Regions from separate parts of the Mus musculus genome. Here regions 2, 3, 4, 5 and 6 are each linked to region 1. Evidence: chromatin contacts called from public Hi-C, HiChIP or PLAC-seq and promoter capture Hi-C data. All regions are on one chromosome and are shown on one strand. The core of a region is the stretch at or near the end of the contact, and the rest is flanking DNA. Distances in the headings are between cores, read along the strand shown.

The links. Promoter capture Hi-C pulls out the DNA fragments that hold promoters and counts their contacts. Hi-C and Micro-C count contacts between places; a contact is called where the count stands out from the background. HiChIP or PLAC-seq counts read pairs in DNA pulled down with a chosen protein or histone mark.
Region 2: a promoter capture Hi-C map of liver shows a contact between it and region 1. The contact joins the enhancer-like site here to the promoter of Slc4a4 in region 1. A contact is called at or near these places in 5 of 39 promoter capture datasets (the C10 cell line, the HPC-7 cell line, cranial neural crest and 2 more), 16 of 115 datasets of contacts at active chromatin or transcription factors (craniofacial prominence, embryonic basal ganglia, embryonic forebrain and 8 more) and 2 of 9 other capture datasets (embryonic stem cells and pancreatic islet).
Region 3: a Hi-C map of adipose-derived mesenchymal stem cells shows a contact between it and region 1, with 2.7 times the contacts expected there. The contact joins the enhancer-like site here to the promoter of Slc4a4 in region 1. A contact is called at or near these places in 13 of 39 promoter capture datasets (the 3T3-L1 cell line, 3T3-L1-derived adipocytes, the HPC-7 cell line and 9 more), 3 of 15 datasets of contacts at CTCF or cohesin (large pre-B cells, pro-B cells and stem cell-derived epiblast-like cells), 70 of 484 Hi-C or Micro-C datasets (3T3-L1-derived adipocytes, the AML12 cell line, the C2C12 cell line and 37 more), 21 of 115 datasets of contacts at active chromatin or transcription factors (PVALB interneurons, astrocytes, bone marrow-derived dendritic cells and 15 more) and 3 of 9 other capture datasets (adipose tissue, embryonic stem cells and pancreatic islet).
Region 4: a promoter capture Hi-C map of embryonic stem cells shows a contact between it and region 1. The contact joins the promoter of Rufy3 here to the promoter of Slc4a4 in region 1. A contact is called at or near these places in 4 of 39 promoter capture datasets (embryonic stem cells, hematopoietic stem and progenitor cells, liver and 1 more), 2 of 484 Hi-C or Micro-C datasets (LSK cells and muscle stem cells) and 3 of 115 datasets of contacts at active chromatin or transcription factors (astrocytes, embryonic stem cells and pancreatic cancer cells).
Region 5: an H3K4me3 HiChIP or PLAC-seq map of neural tube shows a contact between it and region 1, with 4 times the contacts expected there. The contact joins the enhancer-like site here to the promoter of Slc4a4 in region 1. A contact is called at or near these places in 6 of 39 promoter capture datasets (the HPC-7 cell line, cranial neural crest, frontonasal cranial neural crest and 3 more), 6 of 115 datasets of contacts at active chromatin or transcription factors (craniofacial prominence, embryonic forebrain, embryonic limb bud and 3 more) and 2 of 9 other capture datasets (adipose tissue and embryonic stem cells).
Region 6: a contact with region 1 is called in a FOXA1 HiChIP or PLAC-seq map of pancreatic cancer cells. The contact joins the enhancer-like site here to the promoter of Slc4a4 in region 1. A contact is called at or near these places in 2 of 39 promoter capture datasets (the HPC-7 cell line and liver) and 4 of 115 datasets of contacts at active chromatin or transcription factors (embryonic stem cells, kidney, neural tube and 1 more).

What each region holds. Positions count from the first base shown.
Region 1 is chr5:88,885,791-88,889,986 of GRCm38.p6, forward strand. It overlaps Slc4a4 (solute carrier family 4 (anion exchanger), member 4), which reads left to right and starts at 1,470. Exons shown (of 27, transcript NM_001359211.1): 1 at 1,470-1,534.
Region 2 is chr5:89,349,201-89,353,428 of GRCm38.p6, forward strand. No RefSeq gene overlaps it. Among named protein-coding and RNA genes, the nearest start is that of Gc, 110 kb to the right of the region's middle. Within about 2 kb of position 2,666, at least 3 of the 459 cell types and tissues checked have an H3K27ac peak or open chromatin away from gene starts, as enhancers often do.
Region 3 is chr5:89,367,893-89,371,985 of GRCm38.p6, forward strand. No RefSeq gene overlaps it. Among named protein-coding and RNA genes, the nearest start is that of Gc, 88 kb to the right of the region's middle. Within about 2 kb of position 2,444, at least 29 of the 459 cell types and tissues checked have an H3K27ac peak or open chromatin away from gene starts, as enhancers often do. A contact at or near this core is called in the AML12 cell line, the HL-1 cell line, the STO cell line and 2 more, where this site is marked.
Region 4 is chr5:88,562,689-88,566,732 of GRCm38.p6, forward strand. It overlaps Rufy3 (RUN and FYVE domain containing 3), which reads left to right and starts at 2,352. Exons shown (of 18, transcript NM_001289774.1): 1 at 2,352-2,788. The coding sequence starts at 2,461. Gm42107 (predicted gene, 42107) reads right to left here and starts at 2,870. Exons shown (of 2, transcript NR_168902.1): 1 at 2,086-2,870; 2 at 752-941.
Region 5 is chr5:89,257,888-89,261,976 of GRCm38.p6, forward strand. No RefSeq gene overlaps it. Among named protein-coding and RNA genes, the nearest start is that of Gm35855, 34 kb to the left of the region's middle. Within about 2 kb of position 2,389, at least 6 of the 459 cell types and tissues checked have an H3K27ac peak or open chromatin away from gene starts, as enhancers often do. A contact at or near this core is called in neural tube, where this site is marked.
Region 6 is chr5:89,276,081-89,280,197 of GRCm38.p6, forward strand. No RefSeq gene overlaps it. Among named protein-coding and RNA genes, the nearest start is that of Gm35855, 52 kb to the left of the region's middle. Within about 2 kb of position 1,676, at least 56 of the 459 cell types and tissues checked have an H3K27ac peak or open chromatin away from gene starts, as enhancers often do. A contact at or near this core is called in kidney, liver and pancreatic cancer cells, where this site is marked.

The sequences.
Region 1 (4,196 bases), core at 220-2,719:
CTGTATCTGCTTCTCCAACCCCAGGGGAGACACCATGTATCTTCTTTAGTTCTAGATACTGAAGAAAAGGAAAGGAAAGGAAAGGAAAGGAAAGGAAAGGAAAGGAAGAAAAATAGTGATTCTACTATTAACCTATTTTACCTCTACACCCAAAGTCCCCCTTCTCAAGCATCTTATTACCTATGTTAGAAGTGTTGGAAGCAAGAGTTAGTATGTGAAGTGACTTCTCCCGTGCTTATGTATTTGGGTGGCTCAACGGTGACTTTCACATACAAAATGCATGAACAGGAAACACAGACATGCTTGCACCATATGATATGCGGCATAAGCCCATTAAATGGCCACTCTACAGGAGTTTTCAGAACATTAGATAGTGTCTGTGCTGGCAACTGCTCACACCTTAAAGGACTGACGGCAGTCGTACTGGGCTATTGACATAATTGTGATTTGCTTGGCAAGGGGGTATTTAATTAGTTTCATCAGCATAGTAAATATGAAAGATCATTTTGCAAATGTAAGAACCTGGCTTAGATGGCTGAGGGTGTTTCCTTAATTCAGACATAAGCCACCAATGACACTCCTGTGTCCCCCAGACATTCTTTGTCAAAAAAGATGACTGGTGACTTGATATGGGCGCTGACAACACTTTCTTTACCAACACACGCCAAGTTTTGTAGAGTAGCATCCGGAATGATCTGGGCAGGCAACTTCAGGTTCTTCCCATGTGGGGGGACTGAGGCCATCTGGGTGAAAAGTTGAACCTATCTCTGGTTGCGAGAAGCCTGGCAAGGCGAGACTGCGGGGTCGGGGGCCAGATGCCCCCTCCAGCCCCGGGAGGGCGCAGCGTGCTGAGCCCCCGGCGAGGGCGGCGCAGCCAGAGGCCCCTCCCCTCCTCCGAAGCTCGGGCGGCTGACGCGGAGCGGCGGCCGGGAGCCGAGGGGGCCGGGCGGGCGCGAGCGAGGGCAGGGCAGGGGGCCGGCCGTGGCCACTCGCCGCTTTAAATATGGATCGCGGGCTCGCGCTCGCCGCACAGCTTCGGCCGCCTAGCCCATCCCCGAGCCCGGCCTCGGCTGCAGCGTCGGTTCCCGGCAGCCACACAGAGAGCCGGGCGCACACGCGGGAACTGCGGGAGGCAGAGTAGAGCGGAGCCGCCCCGCCGCCGCCGTCCCCTCCCCGAGGCCAGCACCTCTGCTCCGCGTCGCCGATCCCTCCCCGCGGGGCCGACCCTCCCGCGGCCACCCTCGCCCCTCGGCCGCCTCCCCGACGCACAGTGCGCAGCCACCCACCCGGCGCCAAAGTTGCGACCGCTGCCCCGCGCGCTCTGCGACCGGCCGCGCCAACTTCCCAGCCCACGCCGCCCGGGTCCCCGCGCTCCCCCGCCTCCCAGCCCCGGCGGCGCGCGGGGCAGAGCTTAGGTGGCGGCGGCGGCCGAGGTGGCGGCGAAAGCGGCGGCGGCGGCAGCGGCGGCGGCGGCCGCTGCAGCCTCACACTCGGTCGCCAAGCTGGAGGAGCGACGGAAGCCCGACCCCAGGAGGTGAGTGGCCCAAGCGGTGGCAGGGAGGGTCGGCCACGTCCCCATGCCTCGCCCGCGGGGTGGGCACTGGGTGGCAGTCCCGCAGGGCGCGCGGGCGGCCTCGGTGCGTCCAGGGAGGGACGCAGAGAGAGAGAGAGAGAGAGAGAGAGAGAGAGAGAGAGAGAGAGAGAGAGAGGTCAGTGGCGGGCCAGGCATCCCCTGGGCTGGGCGCCGGAGAAGTGTGGACACCGCTGCTGTTGCTGCGGAAAAAGTACTTTTTATTCTGTCTAAGCGTTCAGATGACGACTTTGGGTGGTTCTGTTTTCCCCCTACTGCATAGCCGCCTGCACGTAACCGGGCGTTGTTGCCACGACTGTGGGGCCAGTAGACGCCCGGGCTGGGCTCAAGAGCAGTGACACTGTGTTTCCTTGAGCCCGGGTGGTCGCGGTGTGGCTGGGAACCTGCTTGAGGGGGGACACACCTCCAGATCCTTAAGCTCTGGAGGTTGGGGCAATAGTGCCATCGAGGCCGTGGTCCCTACTTCACTGTCCGCTCCAGGACCGGGCACTTGCATCTCTCCCTGGCACGCCGGAGGCGGGGGTGAGTCAGGCAGATTCTCTGCAAGCGGCACACATTTATTTGCAAGGGGGTGGGGGGAGTCAGAGGTTAAACTGGGATTTCTGTGGGCTGGCGACCGTGGAGCTCTCTCTCAGGTACTGGGCAGCATGTGCATCTTGGCAAGGACAGGTGATTCCTTTCTTAAGTGCATTGCCCTCAGCCTTTGCCAGTCTGTTAAGAACAGCCACCGAGCGACAGCAACTAACTGCAGCGGGCTCCACAAAGAGGAAAGTTCTCCGAGAACAAAAGGGGAAAAGAAAACCCCTCAACTTGGGAAACGCCAAGAAAGCATGTCTGCCTTGGCTCTAGCAAGTAGAGCCCTTCTCGGTTCCCTGTAAAGGTGTAGCTTTGCCTTTCTCCACTCCTAGAGGCCCCACCTTCTCAGCAAGATTGCCTGCAGCAAGTTCTTCCAGTCTGAAGTTCAAGTGCTCAAAGCACCTTTCTCTTCCCCTTGCCACTTAACTTCTCTCTCCCTTTTCACTTCAGTGCTAGACAGACTTGCTCTGGGTGAGAACTCCCCGACGCTGGGCTGCAATAACACAGTCTCGAATCCTGGAAAGGCTCTTTCTTAAGGCGCTGCATCGAACTTCCCTTTCTTAATCAGGGACTTAGGGTTGCGATATTATCTGAATGGAAGTGTGTATTGCTCACTAGTGCCTATACTCACTGTGATTTGAAGAGATTCTCTCTGGCAGCCAGTCCTGTGCTCAGCGGCTCAAAGACTTAAAAATAAATGTTTCTAAGAACCCTGGTCCTTGTGTTTGTCACATTAGCGAAATACTTTCCAGTCATTATTGTACCTTAGACTGGGGCTATTTGTACTTCATTCAAAGGAAGCGTGCCTGCTTTGTAAAGCTTTCATAGCAGAGAAAAACTTTTACTTTCATTTTAAAGTTAAATCTAAACAGGATTCTGATCTCTCACATTAAATGGTGAAATTTAATAGTTTTTACCATATCTCCAGGTATAGGTGAGATGGTACAAAACTCCCATACCTAGGTAGGATAGGAAACTTCTGCTATGAATTCTTGAGGTATAGGGCACATATATGGATGGGGTGAGAGACAGAAAATGGGATATTTTGGTAGTGCCAGGTATATTTGAGAAAGCAGAAAGCCTCATCCCTTTCTGTCTTACAGCATGAAAATGTCAGTATCATTATCTGGTTGAGGACTATTTTTGAAGACATGCAAGGCAGGTGCACTTTTCAGGTGGCCAGAAGTATGCTCAATTTGCTGATGTGTTCCGTTTGGTTCACTTTGTCAACATAAGAGAACTCGCAGTGTATGACAACAAGTGCCATCATTTTAAACGAAGACATTTGGATTTATAGAGATACTGTATAAAAGGAAGACAGGCAACTGTAGTGGAAGGAAAAAAAAATAAAAAATGTGTTGGAAGCCAGGCAACCTTTGGGACATCTCCCAGCACACCCTGGTGGTAATCTCATTTTTCACTGAGCTCTGGCAAGTGCAATTTGAAGATTCTGATCTCTTGTTCTGATAACATGCACGATAGTCTCTAGCTCACAACTTAAAGGAAAACAGCACTTAAGGAAGGAAACACACTGGTGAATCACTGTAGGTAATCAGGTTTCCCTGCCTGCCTTTGAGGGCGCTGCAGTCCATGAGGACTGCTATTGTTAGGGGAGCCAGTCCTGGGAGAATGCACTGCTGCAGAAGTGTGGCCAGGATACTCTGTCAGCTTGTTCCCTGATGTTCCTTTTAAACGCTAGGAATAAAGGCTTAAGTCTGGATTTGATGCATAGTCAGGTCTCGGTTGGAATGAACAAGTGGAAGATGATTAAGGTTTCCAAGTTTGTTTGTTTGTTGTTTTTTTCCATTCCAAAATGGAAGAGATCAGGGTACATGACTGATTGGTCCGAGGAAGCTGTAAACAGACCACTTATCTTATTTGATGTTGCTTTTTTTAGGACAACTTGAAGACCCATGAAATTTGTTTTTAATGGAACCCTTTAGCAAAAATGAACAGTTAGAGAAGACCCAGGAACCAAATAGGACTTTACCAAACTAGATACTATGACTCTTGCATATAGGTATTTTAG
Region 2 (4,228 bases), core at 1,416-3,915, 460 kb after region 1:
ACTGTTTAAGCAACTGTCCATTCCTGGAATCCATCCTGTTTGATCCTGATGTCAAATTCTCATTATGTGTTCTTACATTTGCTTTGTTAAACATTTTTTTCAAGCCCAAGTGTCCAAGGAATGTTGACATACAGTTTCTTTTCTTGATGACTTATCCTGGCTTTGGCATTAGAGTTATTCTGTACTAATATGTTATAGGTTATTAAGTATTAATATGCAAGGTAGTGATCTCTTTTCTATTTTCTGATAAAGCTTGAGTGGCATTGTTGTGACCACATCCTCTAGAAGGAAATGATTCTCCCTTTTCCAGCAACTATCCATTGCCAATAGCTCCTCCGTAAGGGGTATGCCAGAAGTGAGCTCATGTGATCATGTGCAAGTGACTATAGCTGCTATGAGTTCCTAACTGCCATAGCCACGTCATGTCCAGAAGACAGTATTTTATAGCCCTTCTCACCCATAGCCTCTTACATTCTTTCTACTTTGTCTTTCAAGATGTTCTGAGTCCTGGTGGTGGTGGTAGTTGTGGCAATATTGGTGATGCTGATGGTGATGGTGGTGGTGTTACTGGTGCTGCTGGTGCTGCTGGTGCTGCTGGTGCTGCTAGTGCTGCTGCTGCTGGTGGTGTGTGATATGTATGTTTTGTCTAGGGCTGAGCACTCAGTCTCTATTCTCAGCATCTTAGCCAGTTATGCATCTTTCCATTGAAAAGGAAGCTTCTCTGACCAATGTCAAGAGAAGTCCAAGTCTAGGGCATAAATATAAATATTTAGAAGAAAAATTGACAACTTGGCAAAATAAAATACCCTAGGATATGTGATCTCATCAGCCATGGGTTACAGTGGTGGTTTGATTGAAAATAGCCCCTTAAAGGGCCATAGGGAGTGATACTATGTAGGCTTAGATTTTTTAAAACTTAAGGTTTCAAAATGCTTCCACCACCTTTCCAGCCCACCATCCAAAGGTAGGAGAGAAAAGATGGTAAATAGGACAAGGGGATGATACCCTGTTTAGAAATAGTTCTTTGGGGTCAATTCCAGTCTCTGCTATTCAGGATGTCAGCAGTAGTGTTAGGATACTAACAGTCCAGTTCAAAAAGTATCACCAAACAGGAATTAGTAGTGCTGCCCAGTCCAGCAGAAACAGCCAGGCCTCTGTCAAATTGGCACAAGTCAGCTTAACCAGATAAAATCAGCAGAAACACCAGAAGATCTCTACAGTACTTCTCTCAATGAAGTAAAGATCAGTGAAGACGCAGAACCGTGTGCCCCATCACTTCTGTTGGGTCCTACATATACTCTCTCAAAACATCAAGTGTCATCTCACGGGTGGTTCTTGCTTTGGGAAAATAATTACATGCTCTGCATCATATGATACACCCAGAAAATTCCACTTCAGTGACACTGTTAGGAGATGTGGCCTTGTTGGAGTAGGTATTGTCTTGTTGGAGGAAGTATGTCCCTTGGGTGGGGGTGGGGGAATCTCTGAGGTTTCAGACGTTCAAGCCAGGCCCAGAACCACTCTTTTCTTTCTGGTACCTGTTGATCTGGATGTGTAACTCTCAGCTACTTTTTTAGCATCATGTCTGCCTGTGAGCTGCCATGGTTCCATGATGAAAATGGACTAAACTTCTAAACTGTAAACCAGCTCCAATTAAATGGTTTCCTTTGTAGGAGTTGCCACGATCATGGTGTCCCTTCACAGGAATAGAAACCCTAACTAAGACAGCTTCTGACCAAGATTTCAATACCAGGCTTTAAATTTCTTTCTGTAGAACAGTCTCAAATACAATCAGAAAATAGTTACCAGCTACTTCAAAACAGTCTTGCCATCGCCCTACTCACGGGTACATCTTACCTGGTAGGTTGCTGTTTTAGCATATAGGGTACACTGATGACTAAAACCATTGACTTTTTTCTTTTCCTTCTGTAGTAGCTTGCATTGAGTCATTCAGCACAATGGAAGTTAGCCAATAGGAAGGAAGTTTCCTCATTGTTTGTGATTAATTCCTCTATGCCCTGATGTCAAAGTGTAGGTTTTCCTCAGCAAGGGAGTCTTACTATGTTGCTGTGGTAGGTAACTGGTGATTTCAAATGGCACCCATAAGCTCCTATGCTTCAATTCTTGGTTCCCATTGGTTGGAACTATTTAGGAAGGATTAAGAGGTGTGGCTTTATTGGAAGAAGTATATCACTGTGTTAAAAGTATTCATCAGCTCTAAAATATTTTCAGTAGAATCTTTGTAGTCTCTTATTACAAAGAATCATCTCATCTGCAAATAGGGATATGTTAACTTCTTTTCCAATTGATATTCATCTCATTTCCTTGTCTTATTTTATTGTTCCAGCTAAGGTGTCAAGAACTATATTGGATAGGCATAGAAAGAGTGAATACCCTTGCTTTGTTCCTGATTTTATTAGAAACTCTTAAATTTTTCTCCATTTAGCACAATGCAGACAATAGGTCTGTCATATATAGCCTTTATTATGCTGTGTAATTCTTTCTGTATACCTAGTATGTCATTGTCTTTTATCATGAGGGTATGCTGGATTTTGTCATAAGACTTTTCTGCATCTAATGAGGTGATCGTGTGATTTTCAAGGAGGAAGGAAAGCTGACAAAGTGGCTTGGCATGGTTAGGCCTTCAAGACTGTTGCAAAATTGGCAGTCTTCCTTAGACTGTGTGCTCTCCTGGCAGCTACCTTTTTAAGTGGGTGGAATCGACACACAAGGCTGCTGAGGTTTTCAATAAGGATTAGTAATCATTAAGAAGATGCTTTCTAAGGAACTGAATCCCCACCATCCGCATAATCACCAACTGATCCAGTTGTCTGAGACAGTCGCTAAGTCTGTCCATTTTTCTGAGCTACTCAGAAAACGTTAACTTTCCCTTTTCCTCTATCTCTCTTCTCTTCTCTTCTTGACACTTTGGGCTTTACTTGTTCTCCCATTCTCCTCTTACCATCATATGGCTGATCTTCATGTGGGCTTAAGTCAAGCAACATAGGTTTCCTACTCCTCTTCCTCCTCCTCCTCCTCCTTCTCCTTTATTTTTCTCCTTTAGGAAGCTGCATAGGTGCCAAGATTACAGCTTGTTACCCTCTGAGTTTTTCTCTTAAATGCTAATAAAAGTGACCCTGAGCTTCTTTTGGAGTCTGTTCTTAAGGTCTTCTATTGACATGACTATGAACTCCCAAAGGGCACCTGATTTCCTCAGAAACAGTGGTGACTCAACTGAGATTACCCAGAACTTCTGCTAACCACATCATATGTTCTGAAAAGACACTGTGTGTTAGATGGAAGGATCTATAAAGGTCAACAAGCTCTCATTGGTGATTGCATTCCCCAAGTGTTCCTTCTCCAGTATATCCTTGGTCTAATTTTTGGAAAAACTATTGAGAGTAGTGTTATCTCTGATCACAGTTACATTTTGTTGCTATTTATATATTAAAGCTTATTATAAATCCACTTATTTATCTGTGTTATATTTTCCTGGTGAAATCATTATGAAGTGTTAACCTTTAGCCAGATGATATTTCTTTATCCAATGTTTGATTAATCTGGTGCTAATGCAGCCAATCCAGCTACACTTTAACTAATGTTTTAATTATATGTCTTTCTTCCATACTTTACGTTTTAGAATATTTTTATCTTTACCATATAGGTTTTGTGTAGAAAGTATCCAGGTGGGTGCCAGAGTTTAGATTTGGAAAACTTTCGAAAAGCTCAGTAATTGGAAGACTTGGTCCCCAGGTGATGGTCTTTCAGGGAAAGAGTGGAATTTTTTAGGTCTAAAGTCGCCACCCAAAATGGCAGTACTTGTGACAATATCCTAAACAGAAGACGATATCTTAAACTCTGACCAGGAAAACAGAAGGATTGTCACTGAGTAAACAGAAGTCTAAACACAGGATTTCTGTTTACCAGAAATGTTCTCTAATAAGCTCCTAAAGGTTAATTACCTCCGGCAAGGGCATCGAGCTCCCAGTCAGCCTGAACAACCCGAGTCAGCTCAAAGACCCCGTCTTGCTAGCTGTCATATAAAATCTGCTTGCTTTTCTGCCATTTTGCTTCTCTTTGCCTGCCTGCCCCCAACATAGCCTTGACAGTTTGATCCCCAATAAAGCTTTCTCTCTACCCATGGATTGATCTAATTTTGTGGTTTCCTTATACTCTCACAGAATTTAACAGGAGGGCTGACTAGGAGGTCTTAGAGCATTTGTTCTCC
Region 3 (4,093 bases), core at 1,194-3,693, 480 kb after region 1:
GCCAGAAGTCCCGAGTTCAATTCCCAGCAATCACATGGTGGCTCACAACCATCTGTAATGAGATCTTGTGCCTTCTTCTGGCCTGTAGGCATATATGCATACAGAATACTGTTTACATAATAAATAAATACATCTAAAAAATAAAAGATGTGCATGTATAAACTGATAAGTTTTTCTGGGTTCATGTTCTTGGAAATGGCTTGCAAAAGCAACTGTGAGTCAAGTACCGTTGATTTTTCTCAGAGTCACTGTGGGCTCTCATGTGAGCTGAGGGCTTTAGCTTCCAAACTTCATATCACTACAAGCCTTCCCTGCCTGCCCAATATTGTTTGGGAGTTGGGAGGGGGGGTGTCCTTTTAGTGATCTAATCTCCTCAGAGGATTATGCCTGAGGAGAATGAAACTTTACTAAATGCCCGTGGGAATTTGAAGATAGCCTTTGAAATGAAGGCACTCTGTTGTCGTCCTGCCTGCTAGTAAAATGGAAAGCCATTGAAAGTGGTTAACACAGCAATTAAAAGATGGAATAAAGAAGCCTTTCAGCCTGGGCTATTGAGAAATAAGAGAGAGACAATCATTTAAAATTGATCTGAAGCTTCAACCTGTGTGTTTGTCTGTGATCATCCCTGGCAGGATAATGAGGCAATCTTCTCTGGTCTCATCCTAAATCAAGGCTTTTTCATCCACTACATAGAGCACAACTCAGAACTGGCATGTTCTCTAGAGATTATTTAATCAACACTTCGTATATTAGGTATAATTCTAATGAAGCTGAGCCAATCTTATGTCATTAAATAAGATCTAACTCTTTTTGTTTCCTTCTTTCTTGTAAGAATCCAGAGATGAGTGAGACAGCTGGAGAGACTCCTGTATTCAGTGATGTAATTCAGGAGCGCACGTTTGTGGTGACTCTGTGCCACCCTCAAAAGGGTTCATGTCTTCAGGTCTACAGTGCTTATCGTTTCCAAAGTACTGGAAACTGGGAGAGTCCAGGTTACCCGGCTTCATACATAAGAAAATAATAACAACAAAATTCAGTCATCTTTGCTAGTGTATGCCACTTCTCCCTAAGAGCATACAATTCAGTTTATGACAGAACTCTTATGCCCAGCCAAAGCTTGGAGGGTTCATAACTAAAAGAATCCCCAGGGTAATCCATGGTTTAGGTCATGCTCATCGTCCTTGAGAAAAAGAATCAAGATTCCAAGGACATAGGTTATCTGAGCAGCTAAAAAAAAATCATATCTTCACTGAAACAAAGATTTCCTAATGTCTACTGAGATAAATTTTATTGAACACCTGTGGGGAATTGTCCCATATTCTGTTACTTCCATACTTCTGCTGTTACAAAGAAACTATAGCAAAAGGCAAGATTCATCTTTGAAATGGCCAACTTTTATCACTTGGTTTCTAGAGAGTTCTATTAATCAAATTAAAATTGATGACTGAATGACAAAACCATGGATGGGTTTCCATTTGTTGGCCCTGGAGAACTTTCCCTCAGAGAATGGGCTGCTTTCAAGACCAAATCCATCCTATTTTTGCTTCTTTTTTAAGGAATTTTCAAATAAAAACATAGATTTCTAAGGTTCCTGGCACTCCTTAGGCCAGTTAATTCTATTATTCTATATATCATTCTTCATCTTGAGATTATCATAGATGTTTGTTTAGCTATCCATACACGCTGGACCCAAGATGGCATATGATGTAAATATTCTAATTCTGTATCTCACAATTTTTATTTAAATAAACATCTCCACTCCTTTATTGAAAAAAGGGAAAACTGGGTTGGCCATACTGGATAAGGTGAGGCATAAGTATGAGATTTTGTGTTAAGTATGGAAATTGTAAGAATAATATTTTACTTTTGCATATCATTAAACACAGCTCCTCTTAGGAAGATTTATGTTGTCTGTGTCCTATTCTTAGAGTACTGTGGTTCTATGGGAGTCCTGGACAAAGTGTAAAAAAATCTTTCTACTTCAAGGCTTTGGGCTGTCTGGAACTGTGTCACATGACAAGACTAGTATTCACTCCTCTCTTGATTAAGTCAGGGCAAGATTGCTTCATTTTCAGGATATCGGTGTGTTAGCTCTAAAGAACACATCTCCCTTAGCTACATGGGAACCACTGCAGTTTCTGCTGCTCTGTTTTCCAAAAGGCTGCTAATTAAACATGAAGTCTTTGCCTCTCCTTCCAGAAAATATGTGTCCAGACAGCACTCATTGTATTTAAGCACAGGAAAGGCAGTCTTTTTTATTCTTGTAGTTTCTTAAATGTATTTTTTGACTCTCATGATGTGTAAGACTAACACACAGACGTTCTCTGGGTTAACAAAGGTTCCATTTATAATCTTTTGACTTCACTGTGGTATGCAAGAGATTTTTCTCTCACTTGTGCTCTGTCCCCTGGCTAGGACACATGATTGGTGGGTGCTCTCTTGTGACATTGCTGCAGCTCTGGCCAGCACCAATTATGAAGATAAACAACCAATGCTGCAGTGGACTGTTGCTAAGTCATGGTGATTCATAGCTCAGCTGTATTATAATAAGAATGATAGTTGACTTCCAGTGGTGTCCTTAGGAAGTAACTCCACTGTACATCAAGGAACATCTGTACAGTGGGGGAGTGAGGGTATGTACACTCAAAATAATGCTCACCCTCAAATTCTAGTATTGGATACCTTACAATTGTTTGCTTATTTGTTTTGTGTTTTGTTTTTAAGACAAAGTTTCTCTGTGCAGTCCTGGCTTTCCCTGGAACTTGCTCTATAGACCAGGCTGGCCTCAAACTCAGAGATCTAACTCTCTGCCCCCCAAGTGCTGGGATTAAGGTGTGCACCACCAAGCACAGGACCAGGGCTTAGATGCCGAATCTTTATCTTGGGGATCTATGCAGATGAGAAGTCAGGAGGGCTGTAGGAGCCAGAGGTGTTGACAACTCCAAAGAAACAGCATTTTTCAGACACAAGGGAACTAATGATCATACGGACTGGTGGAGACTATGACAGTGTCACAGGACCTGCATAGTCCAAACCAGACAAAACCCAAGCAATGAAAGAGAAATGGACACAGAGTCTCATCCCTAACCAAGAAGATACCTGCGTTTGGTAGCTGCTGGGAGAGGAAAAATCAGGTTTCTTCACTTTAGTGACACGAGATAGCCTAACCACACCCAGGGCTGGGCACATGCTTGGGAATCATTAGACACCACAAAGTACACCCCGTGGTTCTTTTCATTCCCCAGAGAAATGTGTGCTGTTCTTCTTCAGTTACTTGACCTGCATTTGAGACTGCTACTCTCTCCACTCTCCCATCTGTACCCTCCTATTTACCAACTACGATAGTCAGACGTAGACACACCACACAGCTTTGTTTCTGTTTTGCCAGGAATCAAATCAAACCCAGGGAATGTATCAGGAGGCCAGGAACTATGCTACTGCTTTCCAGAACTGGGACCTAAATTCTGCACCTGTGTTCAGCCACGGGAACTTCAGATCAGTAGCACGCCCTGCTTACTTGCATAATACACATTATGTATTTATTCCTTATATCGCAGCCTTGTATCGCAAGTGTATAAATTGCACTTTTGGAAAACACTTCCCTCCTAGCATGTATGAGTTTGGAAACAGTACTACAAATGTTCAGACTTCTGGGTATAAACCATACTTTGTGCTCTCAGTTGAATTTTAATTGACAAACGAGTACAAGGAAGGGCCAGTGGTGAAATGTTACTAATAATCGTTGCCACAGGGTATTTTGTCTAGGACATTTAACAAAGTAATAGCAATTTGAGGCGATCTAAAGTCACCTATGCAAAGGTTCAGAGAAGAGGGTGTGATGCCTGTGAATCTATAAGGACGTATGCTTTCTCATGCTGTATTTTTATGTTATTGGGGAGCTGTGATCTCACCCGTGATTGGGATGCTGTTTATCATAGCAGCAGAAACCTAAGACACCCTGACCCAAAGCAACCTTGGGAAAAAAGGGTTCATTTCAGCTTACAACTTCTCCATCACTGAGGGAAGTCAGGAACTCAAGACAGAAGCCTGGATGCAGAAACCGAATCAGAGGCTATGAAAGGGTGCTGCCTAC
Region 4 (4,044 bases), core at 1,102-3,601, 320 kb before region 1:
ATTTCTGAGTTCGAGGCCAGCCTGGTCTACAAAGTGAGTTCCAGGACAGCCAGGGCTATACAGAGAAACCCTGTCTCGAAAAAAACCAAAAACAACAACAAAACAAAACAAAAAAAAAAAAAAAAAAAAAAAAGAAACCCAACTAAAGCATAAGCATTGGTTTTTCCTATTTAATAGGATTTTCAATTCCTAGGAGGCAAGATTCTTTATCAAGATTCTCACACTAGGCTCAGCAGTTAAGAGCACTGACTGTTCTTCCAAAGGTCCTGAGTTCAATTTCCAGCAACCACATGGTGGCTCACAACCATCTATAATAGGATCTGATGCCCTCTGCTGGTGTGTCTGAAGACAGCTACAATGTACTCATATACATAAATAAATCTTTAAAAAAAAAAAAAAGATTCTCACGCCTCAAAAGATTCAAATGAGCTGGGTTATACTGGTGCATGCTTGTAATCCCAGCATTCAAAGGCTCCCAGATCAGGAGGATACTCACCTCTCACCCCCAACCTTCTTAAACAACAACAACAACAACAACAAGGGGCTGGAGAGATGGATCGTCACTTCTTGTGCTCTTGCAGGGGATTCGAGTTCCCAGCTCAGAACTGCCTGTAACCACAGCTCCAGGATATCTGACACTGTCTTCTGGCCTCCCGGGCACAGGGCATATACACAAACAGCCACAGGCATGTGGGTAAATTAAGTAGATAAATAATACATCTTAAAAATAAAACTCAACAAACTCCCAAGATGACCAAAGATATGATGGAAACTCTCATTCCATGCTTTTATTTGATTAAAAAAAAAAAAAGTTACATCTTAGATAGGCTTGACCCACCTCTGTGATTGGAGCAGTCTGCAGGTGGGCAGATCTCTGTGAGTTTAGGTTCAGCCTGATCGCAGTGAACGCCAGGTCAGCAGCCTGGCCTGCATGGTGAGACCTGTCTCAAAACAAACATCGTTTTGTCAAAGCGATGACAAGTAGATAGGAACTAGTCAATCTTGTTAGACCATGCTGTAGAGGGTTTACTTAGGTTTCTAATTTTAACTTTTACAAAATCTCTATGAATAATTTTACACAAGAGGACAAATAACTTAGGCAGGTCTAATAAGATCAACGGGTCAAGGAAATACCAGAAACTGAAAGCTACTAGTTAATTTTCTAAGGGTGTTTAAAGTTAGCTTCCTTTTCAAATATTCCTTGTTTTAAAAACCTCAAGACTGGCATTAAAGAACTCCCGTGATGATTTCTAGTAGCAATTCAGCAATTTACGGAGAATAAGAAATATATTTTCTTTCTGAAAGTTTCACTTTCTCTACGGAGTTAAGGCTTAGAGAAGATGGAAGCTAGTGTACAAAACGTCCAGACAGTAATTTCTATTTGATTCCATAGGAGTCTGCGACTCAAAGCTATCCTATCTCAAAGTGCAATCCACCCCAGAGGAGTGTCAGCAGTGCATCTAGCCTGTAAATACCACCTCTTGGAAGCCAAGGCAGGAATTTCAAAGCCAGCTTAGCCTGGGCTTCAAGTGAGCCCACCTACCCCCTCGATTAAAACAAAAAACTGGGAATTTTCTTTTTTTTGGGGGGGGGGGCGGGTTTACTTTGCGCACGTACCGATTCAAATATATGAAATAAAATACGGATGGCTAATTTACTAACAAAAGACAAATACTACGAAAGGGAAAACTATCAACCTGTAATCGGCAAGTGTCCTATAAAGTTTGAAGTAGCTGGTTTAACCCACCCACACGCACCTGCCGTTCTGGAAATCTGGAGAACAAAGTAAGAGCAAACACAACGGTTTCTAAATCGACCTCATGAACATGGAACAAAAACCGGTGGGAAGACTATTGTCTCCTCTAGTTTATCCTATTTAAAGTTCCTGAATCAAAACCGTGAGCCAACCCGTTGAAGGTCTAGTGTGTAAACAGCAAACCGTAGTTTAATACTTAGGGGGTGGGGGTGGGGTCTTTAAAAAAAAATACGAGCATTGGCCTTTTCCGCCCAGATCTTTGCGCCTCTCTCTCCGGTGACCCGCGAAGTTGGCGGTTACACACAGACAACGCCGCTCGGTTCAAGCACCTGGCCAGCAGGGTCCAGCCGGGTAGCAGAGGACCAGGCCAGGCTCACTCTGGGCCCCGTGATCCGGAGGGATCGGCGCTCCGGAGCCCAGCGGAAGGTGCGCGGAGGACGAGCAGGACGCTGCCCCCTAGGGGCGCCGAGCCGCGGCGGGGGGCGGCGAGCGAGGCGGGGCGGAGGCCGGAGGCGGTGCTGGGCAGGCCGCGCCGTCGGGGCGGGGCGGTCCTCAGCTGGCCGGGCCCCGGCGGGGCGGGCGGAACGCGGAGCCCAGGCGGCGGCGAACGGCGGACGGTGGCGGCGCGGGCACGGCGGGGCATCCGATCCTCGCCGTGAGCCTCGGGCCTGGCGAGGCGGCTGCACTGCGAAGCCGCAAGCGAGATGGCAGAGTCGCCGGCGCCCGGCGCGGCTGCTGAAAGTTGCGGCGAAGAGCAGGAGAGGGGCGGGGAGCGGCGCCCCTCCGAGCCGCTGGAACCGCGCGGTGCTAGCGCCCGCGGCGCGGACCGGGAGGACGAGGCGGGGCCCTCGGAGCCGGACTCGCCGGTGGCCGCCCCCTTCTTCCTCCTCTACCCGGGCGATGGAGGCGCGGGCTTCACAGCGCGCCCGCCACCGCAGCGCGCCTGGAGGACCCCGCCGTCGCCCGGCTCCCCGCTGCCCTTCCTGCTGCTGAGCTACCCGAGCGGCGGCAGCGGCGGCGGAGGCAAGCACCGTGAGTGTTGGGCACGGGGACCGGGACGGGGACGCGGTGGCCGGCCGAGCAAGACGGGCTCAGTGGAGCTCCGCCTCTCGCCGGGTTTCGGAGCCGCGCGGGCCGGGGGTGGGGTCCGCGCGCGGGGGCGGAGGCGGCGGCGTGCCCCTCGGCGGTGTCCACCCCTCGGTCGCCCCAGGCCGCGGCCCCGCCAGCTCGCTCCCCCTCGGCTTCCACGTGCTGGGGCCGCGGCGTCCCCTGGCGCCGGCCGGCGGCGCCGCGCACTGGCGCCCTTCCCGGAGGAACCGCGGAGCTGGCGTCCGGGACCGGCTGACGCGCCCCCACCGGTTCCCAGCCGCGGTGGCCAAGTAGGTGTGGCTGCCGCGCCGCCGCCCTGCGGCCTCGGCCGAGCCAGGGGGATTTCTTTGAGCGTCCCCCCAAACCCATGAGGGAAAGCGGTGACCCTCACCCCCCACCCCCACCCAAGTAAGAAAAGAAATGGTCCCGAGGTACGCGAGAGGAAGGAAAGGGAAAGTGTGGCTTAGAAAGGGCACCTCCCAGTGTTGTGTCTTTTGTCAGAGAGACGCTTCCACGCCTTAAAGCCTTGGCCACACTCTAACCCTCCCCAAAATCAGCGAACCCCCATTGGTGCTGTTTTAGGCAACAAATGTTTATTGCTGTTGGCCTTGAGTGGGTCTGTGAGTGTATGTAATGACAGGACTGGAGTGTCAGAGATGGTTTAAAAAAGATAAGACCTTAGTTAAAATTATGAAAAGACCTCTGACAACTCAAAGGATGCTGTAAATGCCAAATACCGTGCTATAGGTAGGAATTCTGAAAAGGGAGGGAAAGTTCCCCGGGGGTAAGTGAGGCTCCCCTCCCTCCTTATTTTTAAAGCTCCCTGATGCAGATCTTGGTTTGACAGCTCTCTGCTGCCAAGAAACTGACTTGGCTTTTTCTGCCTCCCCATCCAACCCTGTGGAAAAGATAAACATTTGTTGAATGTCTCCTGTGTGCGAGCACCGCGATTACCAACGCTATCAAGTCTCTGTGAGCAAAACAGACAACCTCCTTTTCAGCTGAGGAAGCCGAAGATTAGACTAATTACATGATTTGTTTTCAGTAACAGTTTTATGAAGCAAGCATGACCCAGATTCCTTGTCTTCCATGACTGAGCTCTTTAATCAAACATCCGAGATCCAAACTGATCAGATGGTGTGTGTCGGGTTAGCAGGAAGGAAGTTCGGGATTCAGCTAGGGAAAGGCCAGTGTTAGCT
Region 5 (4,089 bases), core at 1,139-3,638, 370 kb after region 1:
GGGAGCAGGTGAGAAGACGGAGTACGGTATCTGCTTCTCAAACAGAATACATTGGAAGGCCTACTCTCAAGTCTGATCTCTACCTTAAAGCTAGGTTGCTTTCATAGCTTCCTCATGTTGCCTGGTGCCATTACCCCTTGTTTACTTTGTTCTCCCAACTTATTAAGCCCACTACTCCTTCTCTCTCTCATGAAGGAGGTCCTGTGGACTCTTAGACACGACTCACCATACCTTTAATAGAATATCAGAAAATGAGTAAATCTAAATTATGATCCCAGAGGTCTTTGGGTCAGAGGATATATGCAAAATACTCTTCCGATCGTGGCCACTGATACAGGATGTGGGAGGGAGGCAGCCACATTTCAGGTCCTTCACATTTCTGCCAAATGGTGACATGGTCATGCCTCTTCCATTTGCCTTGAGTAAAGTCGTGCCCATATGATGGAGCTCTGGCTGTTAAGCTGGAGCAAGTAGCAGATAAACAGGCAGCAGCAACAACAACAAAAAAGGCAGCTAAAACCGGCACCTGTTTCTTCAAGCAACAAATTATTTAAAAACCAAACTTACCTGGTGTCACACTACTTGTGTCTAAAGGAGAAGGGTGCCTCTATAGGAACAGAGTTTGTCATTGCTCTCCTACAATGGTTCATTTCAAGACTGGCTAGAGCAATACTGGTTTTATATAGTATATATTTTATGTTGAATATATACATGTTAGATTATATTTTATACATATTGAATATGTATATATTCGATAGTATAATATATAATAATACTCAATATATTATACATAGTGAATATGTACTCAATAGCTCTGTCCAATATTTGTAAGCATTTGCTTTAACAGGACATCTTCTCATCAATGGAGAACTATTTGTCCAGTGGGGTTCCATGGGTCACACAATGAATATTGGGTACTTTATCTACTTCTCAGTCAGAGGTCTTTAACTTAGCCTTTATCTCAGGTAGAAAGAGGGTGCACAGAGTAACAAGAGAGGTAAGTTTAGGATCTTGGCAGTTGGTGAGAAAAGAAAGATGGGAAGAAAAGGGGAAAAGAAAGTTAAACTGCATTAGAAACCATAAAGCCAGCAGTGGAGTCTGGCAGCTCCTGCCCCACAGCATGCTCCTCACTGTGGTGGGAGCTACTGCCTCAAGACATGCTCGCCATTATGGGACAGGATCTCTTCTGTCCCATAATGGCAGATTAAAAGATCTTATATCATGTGATTTTTTTTTTAAACTTTGGGCTGGTTGTCTTGTGGTTGTAATACAGGATTTCCTTTAAATGCATAAGGTGTCTTACTTCAGAAGGTCCTAGGTGAGGCCCTAGAGGAGAGGTTCACAGATGGCAAGTCCAGGAAACTTGTGAGAGATACCTATGACTTGTCTGTGTATCCTAGCAATGGGGGACCTCAAGGGGGGAATAAAAAGGAGCCCCTTTGCAGCCATCTGCTGCACGGCCTCACTTGGAATAGGAGTTGCCAACATGTTGGTATCTTCTAGCATAAACAATGATTTTTGTTATTAGGAACAACATTCTACAAATGGCATAGGTAGTCATCCATAAGTTCCTTTACAGATGGAGACAAGGACAATACAGCTTGTAGTGCTCATTTCTGGCCTTGGCTAGGGCCTAGTTTGAAGTAAGACACTTTATGCATTAAAGAGATAATTCTATATTACAACCTAACCCAAAGCCATCATTAGAGGCCCTTTCTTTGCCTACTTCCACAAACACTTACCCTGCAGAAATGACTGAGGCCTACCCCACCTGCTGAAAGCCAACTGCCCTTAAATTATTGAAGTTCTGACTTACTGAAACGAAGATTTGCTGAGAGCTGGCTTCTCCTTACTCTGCAGAGACTGGCAACTGTCTCCGCCTTACATTACATTTCTTTGTTTCTTTGTTGACGCCAAGCATCTTGCTGTGGCAAAAAAATAGCCGAGCTGTTTGCTCTCTGCGCATTATTTGCTTTAAAAGAGCGCATTAGATCTCCTTTCATTAGAGACATGACAATTGCTATAGTTGTGGTAGTGTGTATGTGTGTGTGTGCACGTGTGCATATGCATGTTGGTGCGTGCTCGTGTGCATGTGCATGCGCGTGTGCAGGCTGGCCTGAAACTGACTTTGCTCAGGGTAGCTTTGACTTTATGGTGCTCCTACCTTAGCCTCTCAAATGCTGGGATTACAGGCATGAACCTCCACACCCAGCTAACATCTTTGTGGTGTTGATTCTAAGGAATGTGCTGCGCCTTTCCAGTTCTTCATCTCAAGCCATTAGTTCTGATGTCTGTGGTTTCCCTCCAAGCATGATAAGCATGTGTGGCAAGACAGTAAAGATATGTGCATGATTTATTTCTTAGAAGCACCCCTGGGAATCATCTTGAAGAGCAGCACAGCACACTGGCAGGATTCTGAATGTGCTTCCCCCTGAGAGTTCAGAGAAGCTGGCTTCTAATATTTCCTTACTTCATAATGCCTATTATTGCCCTGCATTGCAAGCCATTCCCCTCAACCCTGCTTTCCCTATGTCTCACCCCAAGACAGATGTCTAGAATTCTGCCCCTGATAATTATTCATTGGTTTTGCATGTGGTTTTCATATTATGTGGCCATTATCCTAAGGAGCTGATTCTACTGTTGAGATGATTAGGAGCCGAATCCATGCGGCGTGGCTTTGACAGCCCACTAATTCAGCTTGGTCTAACCATCATGATTAAAGACAATAAATAATTCTAGATTCTGCTTGTTTTGTCTTCCTTTTACCAAATTATGGCTGGTTGGTACAGTGTCCCTTGATTTATTAATCTGACACCTTTTGTTTCTGCTGACTGGGGTTGATTAATTCTTACTTCTTCTATAGTATAGGTCTGTCCTGTGACATTGCCTTTCCACAAAAAGAAACCTGGGGCTTGAACTGAGGTTTTTATGCTGATGGAGACAAGCATTTTATCAACTTAGCCATCTCTCTAGCTCTATTTTTCTTTTTTATGTCTCAATGTTTTCAACTATTAAATGTTGCTAAATGTTGACAAGACTTCCTGTCTTAGAAGGCTGTCTTATGGATAAAATTAAATTAAATAATGTCCAAATAAACAATTTGGCTATTTTTAATAGCCAAATATAAATGATTAAATAGTTTCTAGCAAGTTAGTAAGTAATGAATGTTAGCTGGGTTAACAGTACACTCAGTTCCATGATTTTAGGAGTTGAATAATTCTGAGGATATATCCAACTTTGACAAGAACAAGCTTCTCTCTGTGAAGTAAAAATTCTCTTGAGATAAAAACAAGAGCCATTGTACTTTATAAAATTAGGAGAAACCGGATTCTACTGGGTAACCTGACCTTATGAGTAACTCACAAATGGTAGGGAAATCAGCAATAGGGAGAAAGACAAACTGACATTTGCTCTCTTTCTTCCTTGCATTAAGATGACAGAAAGTAAAGTAAATAATATTTGCAAAATAAATCCTGTTATATAGTATGTTGAGAGTTTGAAAAAATTAAAAGCCTGTCAAAATATAAATTATTATAGGTTATCAAGGTATGAATATATCGTTATCAAGGCATGATGGTTTCCTGCACAAATAAATATCTGACAATGTCATCATCTGACAAACGACTTTTGAAAGTCTAATATTGGATAGATGTCAAATGAGGTAAGTTCAAATATGGGTAATAGTTTTATAAAATCATTTAGATTTAGGTTGTACTATTTTTTCTTGTCTGGGACTATGTTAATATTTTCTTGCTTTTGAGCACCAGTAAGATGGTAGACACTGGAAAGAAAGTTAATCCAAAGCTCTGGCTTCAATAGTTTGAGAGTTGAAATGCAGAAGTTTATAAAAGCCCACTACATCTTAAACGTAAGTTAATGAAAGCTCACTGCAATGTTAATGAGCCATCTGGCTTTATGAATGTACCTTATTAGTTCAATGCGAGGAATAATTGAAAAAGGAAAAGAAAAGAAAAGACACTAGCCCAATCACCGTCAACCAAATCAAATCAACAACAACAACAACAACAACAACAACAAAATAGCAAATGGATAGAATTGTAATTGTCTTTTTTTTTTCTTAATGTGGAT
Region 6 (4,117 bases), core at 426-2,925, 390 kb after region 1:
TGGGTACCTCAGTCTCTGGGAACTCCCAGGGGTATGGGTTAGTTGAGACTGCTGGTCTTCCTATGGGTCGTCCTCCCCTTCTGCTTCAATTCTTCCCCAGATTCAACCATAGGGGTTGAATTTAGTCCAATGGTTTAGTGTAAGTATCTGTGTCTGTCTCACTGAACTGCTGGTAGGGCCTCTCAGAGGACAGCCATGCTAGGCTCCTATCCGTACACCAACCCCCACCCCAACCCCTACTTCCCAGTGAGATGGATCCTAAGTCAGGCTGGTCACTGGACTACCTTTCCTTCAGTTTCTTCTCCATTTTAGTGCCTGCAGTTCTTTTAGATAGGACCAACTCTGGTTTAGAAATTTTGACTGTGGCTTGGTAGCCACATCCCTCCACTTGAGGCCCTGCCTATCTACTGGAGGTGGACTTTTTGAGTTCTCTTTCCCCAGTGTTGGGTATTTTGGCTAAGGTCATCCTTATTGAGTCCTGAGAGTCTCTTATCTCTCAGGTCTCTGGTATTTTTAAGAGGGTCCCCCCAACCCGGAAGCTGTCTCCTGACCCTTTCTGTCCTAGCTCCCGTATCTGATCCTGTTCCTCTTTTCCCCTCTCCCTCCCCTCTCCCACCCAGGTCCCTCCATCCCTTTGCTTCTCATGATTATTTTGTTCCCTCTTCTAAGTGGGATTGAAGTCTCCTCATTTAGGCATTTCTGCTTATTACATTTACAGTCTATGGGGTGTATCATGGATATCCTGTATTTTTTGGCTAATATTCCATTTACCAGTGATTACATCCCATGTATATCCTTTTGGATCTGGGTTACCTCACTCAGGATGGTATTATCTAGTTCCATCCATTTGCCTGCAAAATTCATTGATGTCCTCATTTTTAATAGTTGAACAGTATTCCATTGTGTAATGAATATCTTCTTATTCACACAGAAACTTTGGGCTATAGCATCCTGCATAGACCAGCCCTTTACCACTGTGTCCTCTTGTCAAGTAACGTGGGCTCCTGTTTCCCACATCAGGTCATTCTTCCCATACCTTGCCTGGACTCTGAAACCTTGTGGCACATGCCTGTCTCATGACTCCTTTTGTTTCCCTCCTTGAACTTGCTCTGCCACTCTGGGCCATGCCTGTGGGCATGTTCCCCTGCCACTGCCTGGCTGTCTAGTTATCTTGTGTGATGCAGGCATACTTCACCAGGCTGCTTCCTGGGTGAGGTGGGTACTCAGAAGACTCACCCTGGTCATACTCTGACCCATCTTGCCTCCCTTGAGCTGAGATGCTCAGCCACACTGATTGGTTAGAACTGAAATGTCCAGGAACATACTCGAGGGGGAAAAGAAAGCATCTTAGTCTGTCTGAAATCCCATTCTCTCTAAGTCTCAATGAGCCAAGAGTGGCAAGTTTTCTTTGGTAAAATCTTACAGAACTAATATTTTAAGATACTTATACACCATCCTGATGTTCCACAAGGTCCAGGGAAGAGTTTTTATTTTACACCACCACCACCACCACCACCACCACCACCACCACCACTGGTTTTGTCTTTTCTCGGGTTAAATTTAGCACAGGAATTTCCCAGTTTGGTTGAAACCTGTTTGTCTTGCCTGCTTTCTGTGTACTTTGTACCGTGTGACCTAGCACTTCAGCTTCGCTGAACTCTTTGCCTACCACAAATATGCCATGCCCTTTAGCACGTCGGCAGCCTTTCTCCTTCTTTCCTGGTGTGCCCTCACCCTGTGTGGTGTCTAGAAATTGCTGACTCATTCTTCAGGATTCTGACCAATTTGCCCTTCTCACTGAAGTCTTTCCCAAGTCCTGGTGGTAAGTAGGCCCTTCCTGCTTCTCCAGAGAGTGTCTGAAAATGGGCAATTGCAACTCTGCTTCTGCTTAGCTGCATAAAGTTCAGCAAAGTTCTCAGCTTCTTCAGGTGTGAAGTGGCTTAATAACTGTATCAACTTCAAATGGTTGTCATAAAGCAGAGAGGAGATCAGTGCAATGTTAATCATTGGTGCTATTATTATTGTTGTTGTTATTATTATTTATTACGAATTATATTTTATTTCTCATAAAAGAGTAAGCTCTTCGCTCCAGGAAGTAATTCAGCATCAACAATATATGTGATCAAATATCATAATATGTGATCAGCATTTTCTGACTGAATTAAGTCATTGTGCAAATACTTTTCAAATGTGTGCCATTGTGTTAGGCAATACTATGATCAAAATAATTATGCTTTCTGACCTCCTGGAAAATACAGGGTGGTGGGGAAAGAGGGACTTTTGCAAATAATTACACAGGTGAATGAATAAGGAAGTGAATAGAAACTGTGATAAGTCTATATAAAAGGATAATGATTGTCATAGAAAGGTATGTGGTCTTTGTCCCCAGTTCCTGACACAGAGCTTCTAAAGCACTGGGACTTCCTGAGCTGATGACCACAGGAGCACTGTTTGTTCTGATGATGCAATACTTGGCAGACCCTGTAGTTTCAGGGTAAGAGTGGAGGTTTGAAGCACAGAACACTCAATCCAGACCCTTAGGTATAGTGGCTAGGGGCTGGATATTGAATTCATTATCAGTGATGGCCAATTCAATCAACCATGCTTACCTAATGAAAATATCCTAAGAAGCTTGGGGTGCTTGCAGGTTGATGATCATATCAAGGTTGTGGAGTTGTGGCATGTCTATATAGGACAGGAAAACTCTGTGTTTACCTCCCTCATTCCTTGTATATGTATGTGTTCCATTTGGCTGTTTATTAATTGTATTGCTTATCATATATCATTAATAGTACAGTGCTTGCTATAGACTTATTAGCCATGCTGTCAAATTGTCAGACATGAAGAGGGATGCAGGAGCCCTGAGTTTGCATTCAAGATAAGCAGGAGTGCATAACTTGAAGACCTGATTCTTATGACTGGCACCTAGAAGTAGTTCAGTGTCATGGACCTGGAGCCCTTAAAACCTGCTGAATCTGATGTTAACTCTCTTGATTGTACTGGATTGAGTGGCATAGCCCCAAGTTGGCATCAAAATTAGTTGTTATCAAGGAGAAAAGAAAACAACACCACCCTTCTTATTTTAGTGTCAGAGACACAATAAGTAAAGCTTAATCAGACCATGATGGAAATGATTAAAATGGGATGACAATGTCGATTAGAAGATTTGAAGTATTTTTGACAATGTGAATTTTTCCTGAGACCCAAATGCTGAATAGAAACCATAGAAAAGAAAGTCTGTCTGTGAAACTGTGTGGCACTAAAGAAATTGGCTCCATTATGCTCCGTTTCTGGATGTGGGGAATGGGGGTGTAGAAGAGTTCAGAGTAAGACTGAAGAGGAAGGCTGAGCTCCGCCTTTACAAAATGAAGGGACTTAGAATATTATGAGAATATGATGAGAAGCAAGTGTACTCTCTGGTTACAGTGGTGCACCTTCACTACAAAACAACATGGCTATGCTGGAAAGAATGTGCTAGGGGCACAACTGAGAGGACATGAAGGTCCTAGGGAAATGTAGACCAGGTGGTGCAATGGAACAGAGAGGAGGGAGAGAGAAGAAAGGAAAGGAGAGGGAGGGAGTAATGGAGAGAGAGAGAGAGAGAGAGAGAGAGAGAGAGAGAGAGAGAGGAAGAAGGAACAGGAGGTAGGGGAGGAGGAGGAAGAGGAAGAGAAGGAGGAGGAAGAGGGAGAGAAGGAGGAGGAGGAGGAGGAGGAGGAGGAGGAGGAGGAGGAGGAGAAGAAGAAGAAGAAGAAGAAGAAGAAGAAGAAGAAGAAGAAGAAGAAGAAGAAGAAGAAGAAGAAGAAGAAGAAGAAGAAGAAGAAGAAGAAGAAAACACATTTGGTGATGGTTTGTATATAGTGGCTATGTACATGGGAGTCTGTCATGATGGCCAAGGTTCAGGGTTATGTATTAGGAAGGGGAGAAGTCTAGGGATAGTTCACTAAGCTAGAAGAAACTGGAGAAGGAATGGTTTTTCAAGATATAATTTTGACATGTCCAGTGTATGTGAGATCAGTGCAGGAAGTCCAAGTGGCAATGTCAAGTATACTGCTAACTAAATGAGTTTGGAATCCAGAGGGATCTCATTGCAATATGGAAATGTGAGACTTAATTG